Regions from separate parts of the Drosophila melanogaster genome. Here region 2 is linked to region 1. Evidence: chromatin contacts called from public HiChIP or PLAC-seq data. All regions are on one chromosome and are shown on one strand. The core of a region is the stretch at or near the end of the contact, and the rest is flanking DNA. Distances in the headings are between cores, read along the strand shown.

The links. HiChIP or PLAC-seq counts read pairs in DNA pulled down with a chosen protein or histone mark.
Region 2: a Psq HiChIP or PLAC-seq map of the Kc167 cell line shows a contact between it and region 1, with 3 times the contacts expected there. The contact joins the promoter of CG34331 here to the promoter of lncRNA:CR44885 in region 1. A contact is called at or near these places in 6 of 107 Hi-C or Micro-C datasets (the Kc167 cell line, the OSC cell line, gut and 1 more) and 1 of 6 datasets of contacts at active chromatin or transcription factors (the Kc167 cell line).

What each region holds. Positions count from the first base shown.
Region 1 is chrX:19,786,883-19,790,634 of dm6, forward strand. lncRNA:CR44885 (long non-coding RNA:CR44885) reads right to left here and starts at 1,274. Exons shown (of 3, transcript NR_123962.1): 1 at 1,160-1,274; 2 at 324-413; 3 at 1-261.
Region 2 is chrX:20,119,990-20,124,065 of dm6, forward strand. It overlaps CG34331, which reads left to right and starts at 2,464. Exons shown (of 2, transcript NM_001298549.1): 1 at 2,464-2,686. The coding sequence starts at 2,495.

The sequences.
Region 1 (3,752 bases), core at 24-2,523:
GACGGACGAATGGACAGACGAACGGACAGACGAACGGACAGATAGACAGACGGCCGGAGAAGGGAGGGTGGATCTTGCGTGCTGGTGTCAATCACAGTCCTTCTATCGCTCGGGTCGGGTTTTTGGTTCCTCTGCGTGCAACTTGTGTGCCGCAGTTAATGACTTTTTAATTGAGCAGGTACAGATGTCCGTCCCAGCGCCGTCACTTTTTTCCCTCTTTTCTCTTAATTGCGCGGGACGATGGGCAACTTACACCTGTAACTTTGAATTCTCAATAATGCAATCTAGCGACGTGTATGCAGGATTTCAATGCTGTAACTCACCACTGTCGTGTGCAGTAACAATATGTTTTTGAATTAAATTAAAATAAAACATTAGCTTTGTTTATGCCATCACTGTTTCATTATTGAATCCTGCAAGCAAAGTTGATCAATTAAATGTAAGTGTATGTTTAAAATCAAATAGAGAGGATTTTACCACAACTTTCAAATTTGTTGACATATGTATGTACATGAAGACTTATTTGTTTATATACTTGCATATGTACTTGTGTAGATTTCTATGTAAACGCATGCTATTATCTAGTATTTACTCTTCACACGGTAATTATGAATTACACAGCAGAAATTGCTCACTTTTCTTTCTATACTCTAAAAGTGGGTATCTTAGTTTTATAGATCTCCTCTATAAAACTGTGAAAATAAACCTTCTAAACTTTCTAAAAGTATGTATATGTATGTAGATTCTTGAAAAAAAAATCCAATTAATAGTAAAAAACTCAAGGATTGTACCACATACCTGTGTACATATGTATGTACGTACATAAGTATATGTACATACATGCATATGTACATATGTATGTACATACGATCCTATAAAAACATTCGCGTTGAATATTGTCGACTTTATAGGGTTGATTTTAAAGATATTTTCAAGTAATACGATTTTTGTACCCGGTACATGAGTATATCATAACACATTTTTATATACAATATGTAACTTGTAAGCAAATTAAATACAATCTTTTAATCTTGTATCTGCCAATGGAAAAAGTATGTACATATGTTGATTTTGATCGGCGCATCTTTACCAATTTATGTACATCTATACATCCAGATATGATCATTATTATTACTATTATTCATATTATTATTAATACTTTGTGCGGATCGCTGTGGTGGGCCATTGTTGTTGTTTTTCTTTCTGTTGTTGTTGCTGCGTTTGTTGCCTTGTTTGCTTGTCGGCTGTTTTCGTTTGCACAATATCTATATCTTACTCTCTTTCGTCCCTGGCGTTTTCTTTCGTTTTCTCTTCCCAATCTCCGCTTGTTTGCCCAACACTTCTTCTTCTTCTTCATCATCTTTCACAGCGCTCTCTTCATCGTGCTCTGCTTCTTCCTCATCAGCGCCTTGAGTTTCAGTTCTCATTTGCATATCTCAAAGATTTTTATTTTTGCCAGTTACGATTTCAATTACTCGCGCCAAAAGAAGAAGAAGACGAAGCAGCAGAAACGCGAAGAAGAGAGTGATAGTGATAGATGGATTGGGATGGGAATGGGTGGTGGGAAGAAAGAGAAGATCGATGGGAGAAGAAGAAACGGAAGAGCCGAACAGCCGGCAAGCAAAATAATGATCGTAGAGCCTCTTAAAACAGGGTGAAATGCGAGAAAACCATCACAAAAACTAAGTACACAAATTCACATACAGATACAGATACGAACGCCGATGGAAAAACACAATGGGCAACTAAGCCAAACCAAAACAACAAAACGAGCGACAAATACTGCTCGATCATAATTGAAAAATGCTTGCTGGCCAACAAAAACAATAACAACAGCCAAACAACAATGAGAGAAAAAACAGCAGATGCAGAACGCACCAACAACCAAATGCCATCGCATATTTTTAAGCAGTGGCAAAGGAAGAGAAAGGGAGAGAGAGGGAGAGCGACACGAAAAGGAGTTGAAAATGTAAAGGAATTCAATTTGAAATGCAAACAATGCAGCTCACACACACGCATACTAACGCATACGAATGGGAAGTGCAGTAAAATGGCAATGGAACACGAACAGCGAAATGAGCAGAGAAGAAAACATCGCGGCGGCAGAGCCGTCGGCTGAGGCAGAGGCTACACTCGCAGAAAAACTATGCGAAGTAACAGTAGTGTGCCCTGTGTCCATTTCATTATTATCAAACTAGATTATACAAATATAGAGAAAGGGTAACAGTGATTTACGTACAGGGTGTGAAAGGGGATAATCTTAATCTAATTTTATCCACAATGTATTGAAAACACAAATAAATCTTCTAGTGCGGCATACCGATAATTAGAGGGTTATGCTGATTGTACTATTACAAAAAGGCGCTCTTACTCAAAACGTACATTTCAGTTGTGTAGCACTGTAAAATGCTTATTTGTAGATCCAAATTTTGGTTCAATTTAATGAATTGGTTGTTTTACGAGACATTTATTTCTGTGTAATGTTAACTTACAATTTTTACTACTAAAAGTAAGAGTATACGAATTATACTATTTGAATCTAACGGATGATTGTATTGAAAGTGGGAATATATGTATATATATCTTTTATTATAGCTTTTTGTTCTTATCTTAACTACCTTTTTTCATTTATTAATTAATGTCACAAAGTCGTAGAGTTGCCACATAGTGCGACAAGGCAAAGTGACACCGGAAATTGGGTAAACGCAGCTCCATTGGCGTGGGCAGTTGGCTTTATGGGGGGGAAAAGTGTGGGTAAAATGTTGGGGATGGTGGGAAGGTGGGAAATGGATGTGGATGTGGAAGGGTCACAGCTTGGCTGGCATTTCCTGTGGCCAACTGTACCTTCTGTTCCGCACACACACGCACACACACAAACACAAACGCAGGAGCAGGCTTACTCACACATGCGCCGAGTTTTAATCATTTAAAATCGCAACTGTTATTAATATTTAAGGCTTCCACATAATGAAAAGCATACACACACACAAACGCAGACACACACATATGTACATATGTACATACATTGCAAGGAATATATTATGATATCTACTCGTAGTATAATTTCATCTCGAGTGGAGTTTTAATGTTAATGTGGCGCCAAAAAAGTTGAAAATATTAAACATGATTTTTGCATGACCATATGAGCTGTTTGCAAATACTTATCGTTAGCAATCTGAAGAGCCCTCTTAGGTAGGCAACACTTTTTGGCCAGGATTTTAATGTATACTAGATATTCGCTTGTAAAGTACATTGTAAATGGCTAAATTCCATTTAAAACAATTTAAAAATAATGCTCAATGAACTACAAATACTTTATTTTGTTATTTTATTTTATTTATTATTTGAAAAGATACAGCTGCAAGGCCGCGAATTTTATATATTTTTGGATTGACCTAAATTAAAATGGTTGTCACTACTAATGTACAATGAAATGAAATATTACTATAAAAAGTATCAAATAATAGTAATACTGGATAGACATTTATTTTGGTCATACCTATTTCTTTCAGTGCAGCTTGATACATTTAATTTCACATGGACTCCCGAAATTTAACTGTATTTCCCCACCGTGCGGCATGACCGTCTCCGCATTTTCGCCCACATGACCATCCCCCCGCGAACCAAATAATCCCCATTCCCCCCCGCCCGCCACTACCAACGCTCTAAAATATCCGAGCGCCAATTTAAATTTAATATCGACGCATGGTCGGACAATCCACCACCGACACACGCAGGACACTCGCAGGACT
Region 2 (4,076 bases), core at 1,214-3,713, 330 kb after region 1:
CCTGCAAAATCTTAAATATGGCTGATTACCACACTTTAAGATACCAGTCATTGAGCTTTCAACTTTTGTGGCTTGTAGAAATGTATACTGGCTTGAAAATTGTTTGCTTATTTCGGGAAGTAGTGAGTTCGCTGTAGCGAGTAGCGCTTGCTCGTGATTAACTCGATACACTGAGAGAATTAAAATACAAACGTTCTATTGCATTATTTCTGGAAATGATGGTATCGCTTTTTAATTTCATAGGCCTAATCTCACAGTTTTCGTGTTTTCGTGAGTGTTAGTTTGTAGGCACATATCAGTTCATAAAATCTGTTCTATTCTGTTCTATTGGTGGTAAATAAAAATTAGAATAAAACACACACACAGTAATGTTAATTTATTAAAATAAATTCCCGCCTTTTGTGTGAACAACGAAATTTATTTTAGTAAGCTACAATAAATTTAAATGGCAAGGTGGCAGAACATTTGATCACATTGCACTTGATTGAATTCCCGCTGAGGGAATCAACCTCTTTTGAGTAACACCAAATTTCATATGGGAATTTGATTCCATTGAAGAACTTGAGCCTCTAAGCACAAGCCAACCACAACAATATGAGAAGCGGAAGGAGGCGGAAACTTTTTTAATTAAAAGGAAAAAGAAGGAATGAAATGAAACTTTTGCCACTGACAAAATGTTTCTCCCGGCCATCAACAAGTTAAGCACAACAGAAATTGTTTCTTTGCCGTATTTTTCCACCTGTTTTCTTCGATTCGCTTAAGCCTGATAACCGCCCACAAAAAAACAAATAAAACAACGAAGAAAAACCGCCCACTTAGCTTTTGTTGTTGCTCTACTTATTGCGCTTCATTTGCAGCAATGAAATTTAAGCGTTTAGAGAAAACTTTCTCCTGCTTCTTCGTTATTCAGTCTACTGTATGAGATTTATGCCGTTTTGCCAATTAGTCCATCAATTCCTTTCGTTCTGGCTTTGCATTTGTTGAATAACAATTGGCTAAAAAGCACTTTCAAGCCAGCTTTGTCCACACATTTGCATATGTATTTCATCACTTCCCGATGACAGCTGGGGGGTACGATACCATATTCTACAACTACTATCCAAAAATATATAGGCACGGAAATAGGGCCCTATGTACAATGTAGTCCTCGTCTTCCGGATGTTAACATCTTCACTTCGCTCGGTTTCATTGACTTTTCCCATGGGTGTGGGTAAAAAAGGCTGCGAAAATGGGAAAATTCGGGGTGGGGTTGCCTCTTGGCAGATGTTCCCAGTGTATTACATTTGAGCGCCGTAATTATTATTATTATTATTATTATTATTATTGTGTAATGTTATCATGATTATTTTTATGGTTTTTGCATTTTAAAACAAATGAGACTCGAGTATAGAAGCTCGCATGTATGCTGGCGGGTGCGCCAAAAATTACCCCAGAAATGGTGTTTTTATGTGGCTTTAACTGCCTGTCCGTTGCCCATCAATTTTACTAACTTCTGGCGAAATGACAGCGGCAGGGAGAAAGGAGAAATGTGAAAGCAGAAAGCAGAAAAGGAGCAAGGATACCAGCTCCACGAACATAAAAATCAAATTTCCGCGTAAATCGTTCGCTCAACATTTGTTATTTTGTGTACAAAAACGGAGAAAATCAGCGAAATTGTAGCCGTTTCCCCACAAAAATAATGTATAACATTTTGGCGAAAAAGTACACTTTTCCAATAAATAAGGGAGTGGCCAATGCCGATGATTCGAGGTGGTTCCAAGTAAATCAAACTCAAACAGCTCTTCAATAACATTTAACACTTATTCGTTGGAAAATATGTGACATGTTGAAGAAGCCCATAATCGACTTTATTTATATATGCATATAAATATATTAATATTATTCAGAATCACTAGCCGAGTTGATATGAACATGACCCCGTCCATTTGTCCGTCCGTAAAAACTGAGAAATCTAACAAGATCGTAAACTATTAAAACTAGATAGTTGTTGGTCGCTGTTTTGAAAACTGTTGTTTTTTAAAGTTTAAATGTAAACATAAACAAAAAATTAAACAGCCGCTAGATGAGGCTCCTACTTGCATATATACACATTTGTCTGCGGACGCTCTTAAGCCGAGTAATGGGTATCCGATAGTCGATAAACTCTATAGACTATAGAAATCTGTCTAGATTTCGTATTAATTATTATACATTTAATTGATACAATTTTACGATTTGTAGGCTCGTCTAGAGTTAAGTCGCAGAAATGCTCTCTCAACTCAAGCGGATCCAATCTGAAACTTGAGCCAAACCGAGGCGCAATCGCGAATGGGCAGATACTCGGGGAGTGCGTCCAGTTACAGTGATTAGAACGCGCGAGAGCTGAGAGCTGGGCTCGGTGACCTTGAGCGGGAAGTGAAACTGATAAGGCGGCACAATGGAGCACTGGAAGTGGATGCTCGAATCGAAATCTTGGAAACGGAACGGCATCAGTTGCTTCTTGCTTGCCACCGAGATGAGCGCAATAAAGCCCGCCCTGCTGCTCTGCCTGATCCTCACCATCGGTCTGTTCCTTGGTCAAGGTCGGGCGAATCCCGTGGAGACGAATGTTCCCGATATTCCCGCACCCGATGCCAACGAACTGGGCATCGATTTCGGAGAGGAGGAAGATGCCACCGACAAGCCACTGGGCATATTCACGATCAAGGTGCGCCACATTCAGCCGGACCCCGCCCACTGCGCCCAGCTCTCGCCACATCACCCACACCACCCCCAGTGCCACAGCTACTGCAAACGCCAAGGTCACTGGGTGGGCCAGTGCAAGAAGGACATCTGTCAGTGCTTTTCCTAGGTCTACTTCGACTGTAAGCCAAAACAGCGTTTTTTTTTTTCTTTTGTTGAGTGCAGCACAACTATATGACGAAATATGTGCAAATATGTTTATCTACCAACTAGTATATATATTAAAACTGGCAATGAACAATGAAAGCGAATCAAAATTGCTCAAATCATACACATAATATGTAGTCTTTGACCTTCTAACATGCACTGAATAGAAAAAGCAGAACCTTAATAAATCTTCAAGTTAAATTCAATTCCATTGGATGCTACATGGATTTTGGGTTTCTGGAGAACTAGTGTATGTTGGTTTTTAAAGGAATTTAGCTGAGCATTCAATCCGAAGTGTGATATAAAATGGAATATGTGATGGTAAAATGAATATTCATGGATCGACTTGCCCATAACCCAACCATTCCCATCAAGCGAAACTTTTGCAACATTATTGCTGTGCTAATTACCAAAATGGGTCCGGTCCGCATGTTATTATAACTTACGGGTTACTGAGATCGGTCAGGAGTGAAAAGAATTTCCAATTAAAACGAAATCCAAACTGAACTTCAAGGAGTCTGCGATTTAATGAATGTCATTGAGGGCCCCAGCCGCACCAATTATATCCATTAGTTGACATTTACGCAATGGATTGCGGATTTGAAGGAGGTGAAGTGGCGGTCCGAGGTCGCAGATACTCACATTATTGGCCAAGTTTGATTGATGGCATTGTTCTGTGCAATAAGCTGCAGGACTTACCCCAAGTGCCCCCCATCTGGATTCTCTCGGCTCTTCTGGGCTTCAGTGGGAATGCCCAAATCATAGCTTTGCCTAGTTAGATGTGACAAGGAAAATGGGTAAATGCGAAATAGATTTTCCATCCGTGTTGGCTCTGGCATTTCTATTCTATCCTCCTCACACATGCTGTAAACTGATTTTAGCTCAATATAATGTGACGTCTCTCGCTTTTGATAAGGGTTCTCCTCTCGGCCGGAGGCTGTCAAATGATAAGCAGCAGACAAGCCCAATAAAAGGGATATAGGCGGCACGAATGGCGAATTGTTATTATTATAACACTTGCCCGGGAAGGAGGGTTCGAGGGTTTCCCAAAAACAAGGCACGCACGAATGCCTTTCTAATTAAAAATTCAAAAACCTTTTTTCAGCCACTCACCAAATTGGCGAATTACGTGCCAAACAGAAAGAAAGAAGGTTCCCAGCTCGAATGGTGGAAGTATGAATTATTTATAGATATATGATTTTTATAAG